2 separate regions of the Solanum lycopersicum genome follow, and region 2 is linked to region 1. A link is a contact called in public HiChIP or PLAC-seq data. All regions are on one chromosome and are shown on one strand. The core of a region is the stretch at or near the end of the contact, and the rest is flanking DNA. Distances in the headings are between cores, read along the strand shown. Region 1 holds the start of MLO2 (MLO family protein 2). Region 2 holds the start of LOC101261939.

Evidence for each region. HiChIP or PLAC-seq counts read pairs in DNA pulled down with a chosen protein or histone mark.
Region 2: an RNA polymerase II HiChIP or PLAC-seq map of leaf shows a contact between it and region 1, with 5 times the contacts expected there. The contact joins the promoter of LOC101261939 here to the promoter of MLO2 in region 1. A contact is called at or near these places in 3 of 8 Hi-C or Micro-C datasets (leaf and leaf mesophyll) and 1 of 1 datasets of contacts at active chromatin or transcription factors (leaf).

Annotation. Positions count from the first base shown.
Region 1 is chr8:6,869,997-6,877,326 of SLM_r2.1, forward strand. MLO2 (MLO family protein 2) reads right to left here and starts at 3,339. Exons shown (of 14, transcript NM_001348446.1): 1 at 3,074-3,339; 2 at 2,439-2,496; 3 at 2,127-2,347; 4 at 1,612-1,728; 5 at 1,433-1,493; 6 at 1,048-1,142; 7 at 677-751; 8 at 510-598; 9 at 113-162. The coding sequence starts at 3,202.
Region 2 is chr8:7,112,701-7,120,030 of SLM_r2.1, forward strand. It overlaps LOC101261939, which reads left to right and starts at 4,520. Exons shown (of 3, transcript XM_004244741.5): 1 at 4,520-5,349. The coding sequence starts at 4,837.

The DNA of each region.
Region 1 (7,330 bases), core at 2,089-4,588:
AAATGACAGAGGGGGAAATAATTAAAACATGAGCTCTTAAACTAGGCTCAAAACCAAATGAAGTTATGCTAAATCATGAAAAGGGGATGAAACAGTAAATGATATAGCTCACCATGAACATTAAGCAATAGGAACAAGACCACAAATACCCAAAGATACCAGCTGCATAAACAATAGTAAATGTTCAGCAAGTTGAAAATCAAAAGGAACTAAGAGCACGTTTGACTCCGACTAAAAAATAATTTATAAGCATCAAGTACCGTCTTTTTTTCAAGTGAAGAAGTTATATATATAGAGAATTAGTTACTTGTTTGGATAAAAATGTTGAACCTGTCGATAAGTTACATCAAGAAAATGATGTTGGTCGTTGAGGTAAACACACGAAAACCTCTAAGAGGAGAAATGAGGATTTTTCTTGTTAGGGATATCATCATGTTATACTGACAATATTTCAATGCTTCATTGTTTTCTTTCCATTTTGTACACTTGGTAACCATTGTGTAACTCACCTAATCCCAACAACTTTCTTGAAATCAGCTTCAAGCACGCGTGTCATATACTTGTGAAAATCGAACTTTGGATTCTTCTTGCAATGAGTCTAAGGAGGAAAATTCAGCATAAGCTGAGCTTCATGGAGAAATAAAGAGATTAAACCAGTATATTAATGTAAATGTACCATAATGAAGCCAAGCCTCAAGGTTGTATAGTCTAATTTTGTGACAGATCCAAAGAATTGCTTGACGAAGGAATGCTGAGAATCACGAGCAAAATAGAAAAATATTAGACTCGCCTAACATATTGACGATGCATAGAAGCAAAATGTGTAATAAGAAACTTGCAGAAATACACATTTGATCATGTTCCAAAGAGGTAATATACTAATGGATTCAACTTATATACACTAACGATGTAAATACTTCTCACATTATTTGTGTAACTTAATCCGTTGGATATATATACAGGCACATACATACACATCAACACATGTATATAGAAATGAAAATATGCTTTAAGGGATGATTAAGATGCAAGATTCTCTGCGCTTACCAGCCAACCTAATAAAGTTGATCTTTTACCAAATCCTAGAAACCGGCCCTTGATAAAGTCATGATCATGAACATGAGTAACTTTTGATCGAAGTACTGCAGATACAATATATCCTCATTAGGATGACAACAAGGTAGATCACTCTATGTTGAAAAGTGTTAAATTCTGATGAATACACTATCAGTTCTACTACATTTTTCAGATCATAATATATCGTGCTTGATACGAAGAATTTCTTCTTGTTGTAGGTCAACTTAACTTGCTGTCAATCACAGAACCTAAAATCTTGACTTGTGAGTACTCTGTACTTATGCAAACTTTTTGTGTCCAATTTAGTTCAAAGGGAAGTATACTAATGAGACAGAGCAGTTATTAGGCAATATACCTTCTTCAGGATTATATTCCTCTTTCTTGATAGAATCCTCCCAAGATTTCCATTGACGTATCTGTGCAGATAACCCAAGGTCATCGTGTATAAGTGAAAGACGAAGGGGGCTGAGGGAGGATGTAACTAATCCGTATGATGAATTCAGAAACCTAAAGCAAGATGACTGAAAACCTTACCTTTATACCTCCAAATAGAATTGTAAGAGCTGAGAAAGTAACATGTGAAACAGCCAGCACAAAGATAAATGTATGGAGATGATGCAATGCTGTGAGAGATAGCAATGGCGCCTTGTCCTGTTAAGTTCCAACAGGAGAAAGTATATAGAAATGACACATCAACAAGGGCATATTATAAAAAAAAAAAAAAAACATCACAAGTTCATCAGCATATGAACTTAAACTGTGTTTATGAATCTTGATTGGCAATTAAATTCCCCTTTTGTTAGCTATTTTCACAATTCGGGTGATGGAGAGAAAAGCAAATAGTGTAGTTGAAGAGAGTCTTGGCACAATGGTAAGAGTTGTCGTTATGTGATCAGAACATCCTCTTGCAGATATACAACGTAAAACTAAATGGCACATGCAATATATCCCAATGTGGCCCATTCCTTTCACACAAAACAATCCAATTTTCTTCTAACATGTAAACTACAGGAGCTTAGTCCACCGAGCTGCCTTTAATTTAGACATACCTTAGCCTCACAATAACCAGAATTAGCAGATCCAGAAAGAAGGCGCCTTCCTCCCGGAATCAAAGAGAAGAAATTAGTCTGGAAGTGGACAGAGTCATTCACATCATCATCTTTTTTACAAGGGAGCCAGTGATTAGTCAAGTGTTTAGGGATGCATATTTTAAGAATTCTCGCTTGTAACACTGTCAATAACAGTGATATGAATCCCAACAACATCAACTCTGCATAATTCATCATGTTTTTCAGAATATGGACTAATCAGACATCTTTAAAGTAAAAACAGAATTACACAAACAGAAGTTGGAATTTTACCTTCTTTGATCTTTTGTAAGGCTTCATAGAGTGGCTTTTGGTTTTTCTTGAGCAAATACTGTCATAAAAATCACAATTGTTACTCATATCATCAAAGATTGCTCTTTTAGCAGAACTTTAGAAATGTTATACTCAACAACAAATAATAATAACTCTTTGTCTAAGGAGAATTGGTTGACCAAGAAAAGAAACATGTTACATATCAGCTATGTTGGTCGAACTCTTCAAACATGTCAATGAGCGCATGTTCTGAATCATCCAAAAACAGGTGCTGCAACATTTTTTATGAGTCTGAGCAACATAGGGAGTTGATTTCTCAGATAATTACTTAACTACTAGTTTTTTATCTCAAAAAGTCACTTTTCATTTCTTGATTCAAATTTTCTTCAAAGTGACTCGATAATAAAATTTAAATACAAAAAAGCCAAAGACAAAATTCAAGAAAGTTTTGTTTTTCTGCAAGAAACTACTGAAACTAGCTATCGATCAGCGTAAATCTAGTCAATTTATGATAGTCTTATTTATTAAACTTGGATGATTTAAGAAAATATACATGACACATATCAGAAAGTATAATAGTAAATTACTATAAAAACCAACATATAACAAAAATCAAGAAAATTTTTATAATTCACCTTGCCACCATAGTGAATAATTCTTTCAACAAGAAGAGATATAGCAACTATGACAGTGCATACTAAGGCAACAATCCATGTTGGTGTAAATTCTAAACTTGTTCCTTCATCTCCTCCACCTCCTGACATCTTTTGACTACAAATAAATATCCAAGAAAACCTCTATATATATAAGATTTAAGATGAAAAACACTATGTTGATTCTACTAGGTTTGTGGATTGGAAGTTACCCAGAAAGAAGAAGAAAGAAAATGACAAAGATTGTCCCTTATGTTTTGATAGTTGGTTCAAAATAGTCCCTTAAAGTATTACTTAATCAATTTTGATTCTTTGAAGTGTCAAAAATGAGCAATTTTTTTTTTTGTTAGATATTTATCAAATTCTAAATGTCAAATTTAATGAAAGTACAATTTTTAATATTTATGTTATTTTAAAGTATACTTCAATAGTTTTTATGCAACTTTTTGATGTGCAAATTCTCTTAGATTGATTTATTTTGTTGCCTGACATTTATTTTTTTTGGATAAAGGGTCAAAAGTATTGACAGTAAAAGAAATTTTTTAATTTGCCCTTTTTTTTCTATTCACATTGTTTAAGAATATTATATAATTTGCCCTTTTTTTTCTTTCTTCTTTTTTTTTTTTTTTTGTATTGAGGTTTTGAAATGTTGAAGGAAATTTCTATTGTTTTTTTTATCTCTGTTGTTCTTGTTCCAATTAAATCTAATAATCATAGTTTGATATATTTGAAAGAGATTAAAATTATTCAATTAATAATTCAAGTGCTATTTTGAACTTACAACAAAATATGAAGGACTATGGGTGTGTTTGGTACGTAGGAAAAGAAAATGTTTTCCTGGAAAATAAGTAGATTTTAGAATTATTTTCTCATATTTAGTTGGTGAGTAGAAAATATTTTTTGAAAATGATTTTTATTGTTTGATTTATGCATGAAAAATATTTTGAGGAATATCTTTTATTTTTACTAGAATACAAAAAGATTTATGAAATTGAAAATATTTTTTTGTGGTAGAAGCAAAATTAATTTTTTGGGGGAGGGATGGTGTTGGGGGCGGGGGGAAGCTGGTCAGAGATCGAATGAAAAAATAAAATTTTGAAATTGAAAATATTTTTAAAAAATTGATGTTTTTTCTAAAAAAATGCAATTTGAAATTGAAAGAGAGCTTTGAAAAATATTTTCCTTAATTTTTGAAAGAAAGTCATTTTCCTTAATTTTGAACAAAATGAATTAATTTGAAAAATATTTTTCAAAATTTACCCCAACCAAATATAAAAAAAATTAAAAAACATTTTTTAAAAAATATTTTTCATTATACCAAACACACTATATTTTTTCATTTTCTCAAAAAGAATGAAATGGTCATCAGAAGAATTCTTTATTGGGCCCTCCCCCATGTTCTTGACCTCTTATGCATTTGATAGTTGACTAGTAACAATCGAGCTAACGATAAATATTTTTTTATCTTAATTAAAGATTTTGAGTTCGATTTTTTTTAGGTAAAAAGTTATTTTTCATCAAATATTATTTATCTTTTAATATAAAAATTTTTGATAAAAATCTAAAAATTTATTAAATTTTGATACTATAGATATCAGACACCAGATAAAACAAATAAAAAAAAGATTTAACAAAAATTTTAACTTCTCTGTTGTCCACATGCATATGACAAGAATTTTTTCCCTCAAGTTGAAAAATTTGAAGTTTTAACATAAATCAGTTTAACAAATTTGTTTTACCAATAAATGGGAACTGCCTATAAATTCTAGAGGGAGTGGGAATTTAAATAGTTGGCAACAAATTAATTATTCCATAACTCCTAATTAACGTGACATTTTTTTTAGTTAATTTTTAAAAAATGTTATTTTTGTATATTTAGTAATAATTTTAAAACTACTTTTATTCTATACGGAAAATGATATATAATAAAAAAAATATTACAACTTATTGTAGCCCATAATTTTTTACAAAAATCTTTTTATTTCCAAATTGAACTTAAAAATTTTATGATCAAATATTAATTTACAAATTAAAAGAAAAAATAGAAAAAGGATCATCCTCATAGTCAAGTGGGTTAGTATAGCAAAGTCAAAGTCTTCCAAAAGTAAATAAAAAGAGTCGAATTAGCCAAAGTTTCTTCCCAGGTGTTTTCCACAATTAGTTGGTAAATACTTTTTAATTTAATGTCTCTTTTTTCTTTTTTGATTAATTTTGACAAATTAATAAAGGATAATTTTTTCTTTTTATTATAATATTAATTTATTAACATTAGGTTGATGATTTTAAAAAATATAATAAGTAAATATATTTGAGATAATATTTATTAACAGATATAAAATGACAAAATTTAGTATACCAATCAATATATTTCTTAATAGATACATTAAACTAAAATTTAACAAATAAAACGAGATAAATAATTGATATAAAATTGAATATCATAATGTGGAAATCTTCAATGCTTGTTTGTCTCATGACAGCTTGCAAGAAGTGATTTGATACCTTCAATATCGGTAAGCACATATATTTTTTGTGTTCTAAATTTGTATGATATCATTTAATTATGCACAAAAGTTTAAAAAAGAATGTATAAAAATTTCTTTTATATGATATGATCTTTTATTCGTAAAAAATGAGAGTCAATTTTTTAACATGTTATATATGCTAAATTTGGTGAAAGTTGTGAAAATAAATATCAAACCATAAATGTTAAGAAAATCTTATCAAATCTTATTACAATTTACAACACAAAAGATTATGATGGACCAAATATAACAAATATTGAATTTAAAAAAAAAAACATATACCAAACATTAGAAATACAGTAAAACTAACAAAAAGGGCAAAAACTATACCTCTAGATGTGATCTCACACATAATCCCCCCACCCACCCACCCACAAAAAAAACGCATATTTTTAGAATTTATTCGAAGAATACCTACGAATTAACAAATCATTTTTTGTCATTTTTCATAATACTCCACCATATACTCACTAGATATTATTTTATTTAGTAAAAACAAATATACAATTTTATTGTATACTTGGATTTTTTAAAAAAAACAGAAGGTGGAGAAAACAAAAAGGGTGACTACTGTATAATTATTCAGAAGAATATATTCACATCGTAAATTATGTAATAAAGTTTAGAAAATGTCACTCTATTCTACTTTGTTGGTTTTCACAAATGCAACCGTGTTTTCTTAAGTTCACATTAATGATTAAACTATTAATATTGACAGAGTTATTATTTAAAGTTTATAAGTTTTAAATTTTAATTTTTTTAAGTGATTAAATTTTAAATTAAAATTATATACATATTCAATTTTTATTATAGATTCAGAATTTTAATTAGAATTATATTCGATTAAACTTATAATCATCATACTGAATTGATCCAAAAGTAATTGATGTAGCTTATATTTAGGATAAGGTGCAAATCCATGAACAAATTGATTATGTAGTACATGTTTTTAATTATTCTGTTATGGTGAAGCTCGAATATGACAGCTAATGAATTAATTAAGTGTTAATATATTGTTTTATGTCAAACTAATTTAAACTCTCTTTTTTTCTTTTTACAAATAAGTTAGACTTTTTAGTTTTTTAAAAAATATTTTTCAAATCCATTAATAATCACGTTTGTGGATTTCCTAAGATACCTAACATCTTCTTCGAAATATCAATTTGGTTTATTCATCTTAAGTTCATAAAAATTCAATACCAACAAAACAAATGAATTAATAAAAGAAAAAAAAAGAAGAGAAAAGGTTGGATAAAAAGGACACTTTATTCTGCTTTATAAAAAGTTGATTGAACTCCAATGAAAAGGGAAGTTGATCTATCAAATTATTACACGTATCTTTTTCTATTCAAATTTTTTTATTGAATATTTAATTAAATTTAAATTACACATTACGAATTTTATTAATAAGAGACTTTTAACTAAATTTTTTTATACACAACTCTCGAACTCAAAATTTCTATTTAAGAGTAGCGTAATTATACCACTGCCTCACAATTCATTTGGTCTATATGCATCTCTCTTTCATTTTTAAACTACACAAAAGAACATCAATAGTAGAATGGAAAAGATCAAAAGAAAAATATGAGTTGTTATTTTTGTAGAGATTTTCCCCCATGATTCTAGAATAGATAATTATAATTGATTAATAACTTATTCACAGAAAATACGATTAGAAACCTTAAATAAATTTCTCAGAGAAACTTCAATTTGA
Region 2 (7,330 bases), core at 3,270-5,769, 240 kb after region 1:
TCTGCAGGGTCTCAGCCAAGCCAAGGCTAGTTTGGGGTTTTCACCTTGCCTTCCTAAAATTAGTGGGATGGTTAATCAAGGTTATTTTAGGTATTTTAAATAGCTTTATAAGTCTAGAACCCCTATTCAAGTCATTATTCAAAATCAAAACCTCCAGACCCCTAAAGAACTCTCTAGAACTCCATTGAAGTTTGAAGGGAGATTGGAGTTTGAAGTTTGGTTTATCCATGAATTCTTCTCAATTTTAGTGATTTATCATCAATTAAGGTATGATTTTTATCCTTGAATCTCTTTCTTCAAGGAGCTAAACTTTAAAGTGGTTTTCCAAGACTTTCTCAAAAGATGAACTTCTAACTTGTGATCTAACAATGAGTTCTTGCATAAAACATTTTAAATCATTGTATTATGATTGAATTGATGTTAGTTTGATGATTTTAACCTAAAATATCCACGAAAATTCTAGTTTTGGCTATATTATTGGTGATTTGATCATGTCTCTATATAATTGATTTCTTATGTAGTTTACTTTGGGCTATAGAATTATGTTAGAATCATGTGTAGGTTTTCCTAAATTGATGAATTAATATTAAATTACTTTGGTTTGATTGTATATTATGATTATGGGATTGAATTAGTGATCATGTCCATTGGTAAGGGCCTTTGAGTATTGTGTGGGTTGACTTGTCTATGGATTGAAGTTGTGAGATTGGATAGGTGGTATGCTACCCTAAATCTCTCTATATTGTATTGTATAATCCTTGAATTATGATGATAATTTGTATGGTCCACTTATGGTGGCGGTGCTTATGTGCTATACTTGTGAATTATGTGGCCTCGTCGGTGTTACTTTATGAGTTATGGTATTATCATGTTATAACTTGAATATGTAAGTATTGTGAAGGTCTTGATTACTTTTGTGTATATGTGAAGTCAAAGTATATGTTATTCAAAGTGATTACATGTGATCTTGATAGGCTATAGTGAGCCTTGTATAGGAATACTTGATGTTGTGGTGTGAATCTTCCTAAGTGACTATATGAACCTTATGATAAGTTATGTTGATGATGCTATAGAAGTGTGTAGCGTAACATACAAGTATACTTAGTTGACCCTATATGCTACATGAATGATATTGTACTTGTAATAAAATGATAATGAATTGTGTCTTGTTTAGGTAGACCTATGTCCCTTACTTGATACATGAAGAATGTGAATATGAATCCTTGACTTACTAGGTTAGAATACCCTTTGTCATGAATGTATATGTATGAATAGAATATGATCTTGAATATAGTAAAGAAGGTCATTTATGTGGAACCATTGAGCTATCCTCTTAACAATTGTAAGGCAACCCTAGGGGACCTCTCTAGTAAAGTAAGGAACCTCTTTATATATTAATTACTCGATGAGAACAAAGACTAGCACCTGGTGAGTATGCTTGGGAAGTTGCTCCAAATAAGATGAAATTATAGAATAAAGAAACCCTCAATATTCTTTAACCATGTGCCTACATGGGATGTGTCCTAGTTCAATCATTGGCAAGTGGAACACCCTCCATCGAGTAGGTTTATGACTCCGGATTCCATGACTAGCTAACATGGTCTATGTCAGTTATTGTCTATTCTCATCATGTGGGATACATACTAGTGTTGGATAAGTCCTATGAAGTTTAGGTAGTGGAATGAGACACTATCTAGACATTGCATGATTAGGCTTTGAAAATGTTAGTGCATGAGTCCCTAGGTCTTCTCCAAGACCATTATGTGAAATTCCTTAATTATTGAATGTCTCTCAAATGGTCTAGTGAACATAATGACTTAAGTGAAGGTATGTTAATGAAAAGGCAAGTATCTAGAGTAGCTTTGATGATTTTTTAGGTAGGCTTAGAGAGGGTTTATGGGAGTTCTCTTCATGTATTTCTTAGGTGAGTCTTAGAGTAATTCTAGGTGGGGAGTTTGATTAATAAAATGGAAATAATCTTATCTTAGGTAGTATCTCTTTGGTGTGTGTGAAAGGATTGTATGGGCGGTCCACTCATAACTCACTCAAGTGAACATTAGAATCACCTTTGGTAGGAGGATCTCATGTCTATGTGTTTTGATGTGTTTTTGATGCTATATTGTGATTTGTGATTTATATGTGAAGTTGGTGTGACATATTGTCCTCTATATTGTGATATAAGGCTTTACTGTAAAAGAGCATATTTTGATATAAATGTCTGTTTCTCATGATTTTATGCAGTATGTCATGCTTAGTACATACATTTTACTAATTCCATACAATTTGTCTATATTTGAAGTTGTAGGTGGAAGGTGAGAGGAATTTTCAAGCAAAGCTTGGTATCTAGGACTCTTTCAAGCAAAATTGGGATATGTCCTTACTTGATTCGAGGACATTACTTTCTTAGACTTCTTTCATTAAAAGTATTGTTATAGACTAAGTTCTATATTTTGATTGTATGGGTCGTGTCCCAAGTATTCTTGAGTCTAAGATTGGCAAATGTTGAGACTTAGTATTTTCTATGGTTTTATATGAATGATATTTTGAGATATTATTCATGTAAAAAGTTTTATTTCCGCATTACTTTTCATACATATATGCAATGAATGATATCAAAGGGCTTGTAGAAGACCTCCGAGAGGTCAAGTACACCATGTTGCAATCGCAGAATACCATATCTTCTAGGGTGTATTCTCGGGGTATGACACTCGCACACAAAGGAGCTTTATTGAGGACATACTTAGGAAATTTAATATACTAGATGCAAACAGGATGAGCACTCCTCCATGCACAAGTGAAATTTAATTCTTGGATGATGGTTCTCCATCAACAGACGCTACACTTTATAGGCTAGGTCATTGACTCATTCCAATACCTCACCTTCACACATTCTGATATATGCTTTGTAGTAAATAGACTTGCTCAATTCTAACACTCTCCTTCAACTAAGCATTGACATGAAACAAAGAGGCTCCTTCATTATCTAAAAGGAACCATAACCTTTGGACTTCACTTCAAACATGTAATTCTTCTTAGTTACTTGCATACTCAGATGCAGATTGGGGTGGTACTCCCGATACTAGACACTCCACTTAAGCCTATGTTATTTTTCTTGGAAAGAATCTATTTAGTTGGTGCTCCAACAGGCAACACACTATTGCCAAATCTTCAACAGAAGCAGAATATAAGGGTGTAACAAGTGTTATAGTTGAGCTAAATTGGCTAACCAACCTAGTCGAAGAAGTTCGGGTCAAGCTGTCTTGTCCCCCAAGGTCTTGTGAAATAACATTGGTGTCACTTACTTGTGTTGTAATCAATTCTTTCATAATCGAATGAAACATGTCGCAATTGACTTTTATTTTGTCCATGACCAAGTAGAAAGTGGAAAAATTACGGTTAATCACATTTCAAATGGAGCTCAACTAGAAGATGCCTGAACTAAAACACTTCCTAGAAGATCATTTGTCCACCGTATTAGCAACATCACCCTCAATCAAATTGAGCCAATGTTGAGGGGGCATGATAAGGATAAAGATAAAGAGTCCTAGTTCGTTTGTATGTTTGAGCTATACACGTATTTAATTTCTCTCTTTAGGTCTCTTACGTTCAACATACTCCTTTCTCTTCTATACTTGTTCATGTATAAATACCATACATTGTATTAATAATACTTAACGCTTTTATAATCATATACAACTCTTATACTCTTTAACTATCATAAGTTAAAAAAAAATAGACAAAAACAAATGAATTGTAATTGTAGTAAAAACACCAAATCAACATCCTAAATGTATAAAAAATAACCAAAAAAATTGGATCAAACTCCATAGAAAGTACATCAAGACAACATAAAATTTTTTTGATGAAAAAGCACCAAAACCAGTGATACCACTGTAGTAAAATAGCATAATCGGGACAAAACAATAAACACTGCATCAAAATCGCACTGGAACAACAAAAGCTGGTCGAATACTGCATCAAAACAATCACAAAAATTTAACCAAAATTGTCTCAACACAACAACATAATATGCACCAAACTAGCAATGAAATCTGCACTAAGACGCAAAACTGGAAAAAAAAATTGCACTAAAATACCTGATAAAACTAGAGCAAACAACAAATACTACACAAAAATGATACTAATAAAAAGGATTAGAAGGTTATTCTTGTCATTTTAATTATTTTATCCGAGGATAACTTCTCATGGTATTATTATTCCACCAAGAGGAACAGATAACTTATCCCAATTTTTTAATAATCCTAGAATAATTATCTCATATTTGTAACCAAACAAGAAATAAAAATGCACTAAAAAATTATTTCATGACTATCCTTCACACAAACGATCCCTTATTCTAATAATACTAACTCTGTTGACAATGAGGTCAATCTCAATACCAATATAGCCCAATTAAGGGGAATTGGAGTGTTCCTGATCCAACTTCCATTACCCTAAATTTAAAAAACCTAAACTGAAATCTAATGACTAAAATTGTGAGTTGTGATTGAAATTTAAAAATGTCTATATTATTATTTATTAAATTTGATTAAATCAAAAATGGATCGAAATTGTAAAAATCAAACCAAATCGAATTCATACTAATTTGGTTTAGATTAATATTTTGACCAAATAAAAAAAATTGGATCTATTAATGCTCCACTTCATAAAATAGAGTAGTTTGAATTTGAGTAATATCCAAAACTTGAGTGACTAATATGAATATTTTCTCTAGTTTTTATCCTAAGCTCAATTCACACTCCCTCTTCTTCCACTGATTTTTTTCTTTTAAGTGCATCGAGCTATTAGTAGCGCTCGAAGAGTAATTAACAAGCAATGGCTGTAATGGGAATTGGGGCAGCTAATTGGTTGAAGGGAAGTGGAGCTCTGTTACTTTCTTGCCGCACAAATTCAATTCCTGCAGTAGTTTCTTCATGTACTGTTATTGCTTCACGCTCGAGGGTGCACTATTGTTCCTCAACATTCTCACTTCAGCACCAGAAAAAGAATAATACCCTTTTCAGTTCTGGTGTCAATGGTCATAAAATTGGTGATTGGGGTAGTCAGGTTACGAAATTATACTTCAATTTTTACTGTACGGCATCATCAAATGTGAGTATTGAAGAGAAGGATTCGTCTGGTGAAGTAGTTGAGGAGGATGAGGAGAGTAAGATGAGGAAAATTAAGGATGCGGCGAATAGTTTGGATATTAGGGTTGGGAGAATAATTAAAGCGTGGAGACATGAGGAGGCTGATTCACTTTATGTTGAAGAGGTTGATGTTGGTGAGGCTGAACCAAGAATCATTTGTAGTGGGTTGGTTAAGTATGTACCTCTTGACCATCTTCAGGTACTGACTACTACTTTCTAATATAACTAAAGTCTAATCTGGATTCATACTGTTTGTTTTCTTTACCTGTCCTTATAATGCATATATGCTAATCCTATTACGAGGTAGTGGTAAGGTTTGTGTAAGCTGTACCCTCTCCAGACCCCACTTGTGAGATTTCATTGGGTATGTTGTTGTTGGTGCTAATCTTGTTGTTTATTTTCCATATTAAATTTTGCATAATAATGTGAGAATTCATGTATTATGTATGATATACAATGTAGGATAAAAGTATTGTTATTAAAAATGCCTGCATTAGAATACTTTTGAAGACAGAAATGCCTTGAAAACAGAGAATTGCTGTTATCCATTGTATGACAATCACTATATTATTATTCATTGTATCACATTTGATACAATTTTGCACCCCGCATAATAGTTCTCGTATTATGGTACTCGGATAACAAGTGCATGAATGAAATTGACCCTGAGTGTTTTAGTTGGGATTCGTAGATAAAAGCTTCATGTTGCTACTCTTATGTCTCAACCACTCGACTATCCTCTTAGACGACATTACTCTTTTTTAGATGTCTCCTTATAGGTGGCATCTGATCTGACTATTATCTCTTCAATGTCATCCTCAATTCAAGTGACCTGTGGACCTACTAATGTTTCCTTCCCTTATTTAGGATAAAGCTAATCCTATCTGCAAGAGATAACACTTAATTGTATTCAGAATTGAAGCTTTGTTCTTGTCTCGAATCCTTAGGTTTTGCAATTCTATTGTAAAAAGTTCCTGGCATTTCATGTTAAAATGTCACATTTTGGTTTTACTTATTAAAAGGAAGAGCCAAACAGAAAAAGGATTTACAGGATGTAAAGCGAAGAGAGAAATGGAAAGCTTACAGCTTAAAGAACAAAATATCGTTTTCATAAAATTCCAACTATTTCTTGTGCTCCTCAAAGCCCACAAGAATGGAATTATGCTCCCAAATTTATAGTATGAGTAGTTAAAGCAAGCGAGTGACATGAAATTCGAGTTATTTTTTCAAAAAAAAACATACCCTTTTAGGTTGAGCTCGTAATGGTACCGAACAAATTAGAAATCTCTCTGCGGTCGAAGATCTGGGTTAGATCAATGAATAGAAGTATATTCATTGTATGATGGACTGAGTTGTTTCATTCGAGGAAATTTGACTAATGAAAAAAGCTTCATTAGACTGGCTCTTTTAATAGAATTTTGAGAGCCCTTAGCTTATAGAGATCAGGTTGGATTGAACAAAAAAACTAAGATTGAAATTCTATGATAGGATTGTTGACCTTAGGTAGCTAAAATCTTCAATGAGTGGAAACAAGTAACCTTGTTAGGAAGGTGTTCGTTTAGTAAGGCTATTCAATCCCAAGCCCCTTGTACATGTTAGGTTCTTGATCTAATCTTCCTCATATCGATTGAGGCTTTACCTTTAGTTTGAATGAAGGTGAGAAGCAAGGGTGTAGAACTGAGTAGAAAAAGGTTATTAGATACTTCTAGAAACCCCAAACAAAATCACACGTAGAAAATTTCATGTGTATGACTTTTCCATTGTAACCTCTTCAAATTTGCATGAAGCGAGTAGATCACTAAGTGAGTATGCTCCATCCGGCATGAGTGAATCCATTCAGAATTGGTTAAGAAAGGGTGCTTATATCCCAGATTGGGTTCAGCCAGGTCTATTGATCTTTCCCCTTCCCAATGGTGGTACCTTTCTTGGAGTGTCCTTGGCTTAAAGCCATAGAAGTAGTAACAATAAGAAGATTGTCAAATTAGATGGATGACTTATTAGTGATCAAGTGAGCCTAGTTAGATTAAACCTAATGGGAATTTGTGTGGGTTTTTTTTTGTTGAAATTGATGAGGGTCCAAGGAATAGGTCCTGCTAATTTTGGCCATAATATGCATAAAGAAGTCCAACTGGAATGTGAATGGACTGAATGAAAGCGTCAAGAGGGAAACTCTGAAATCT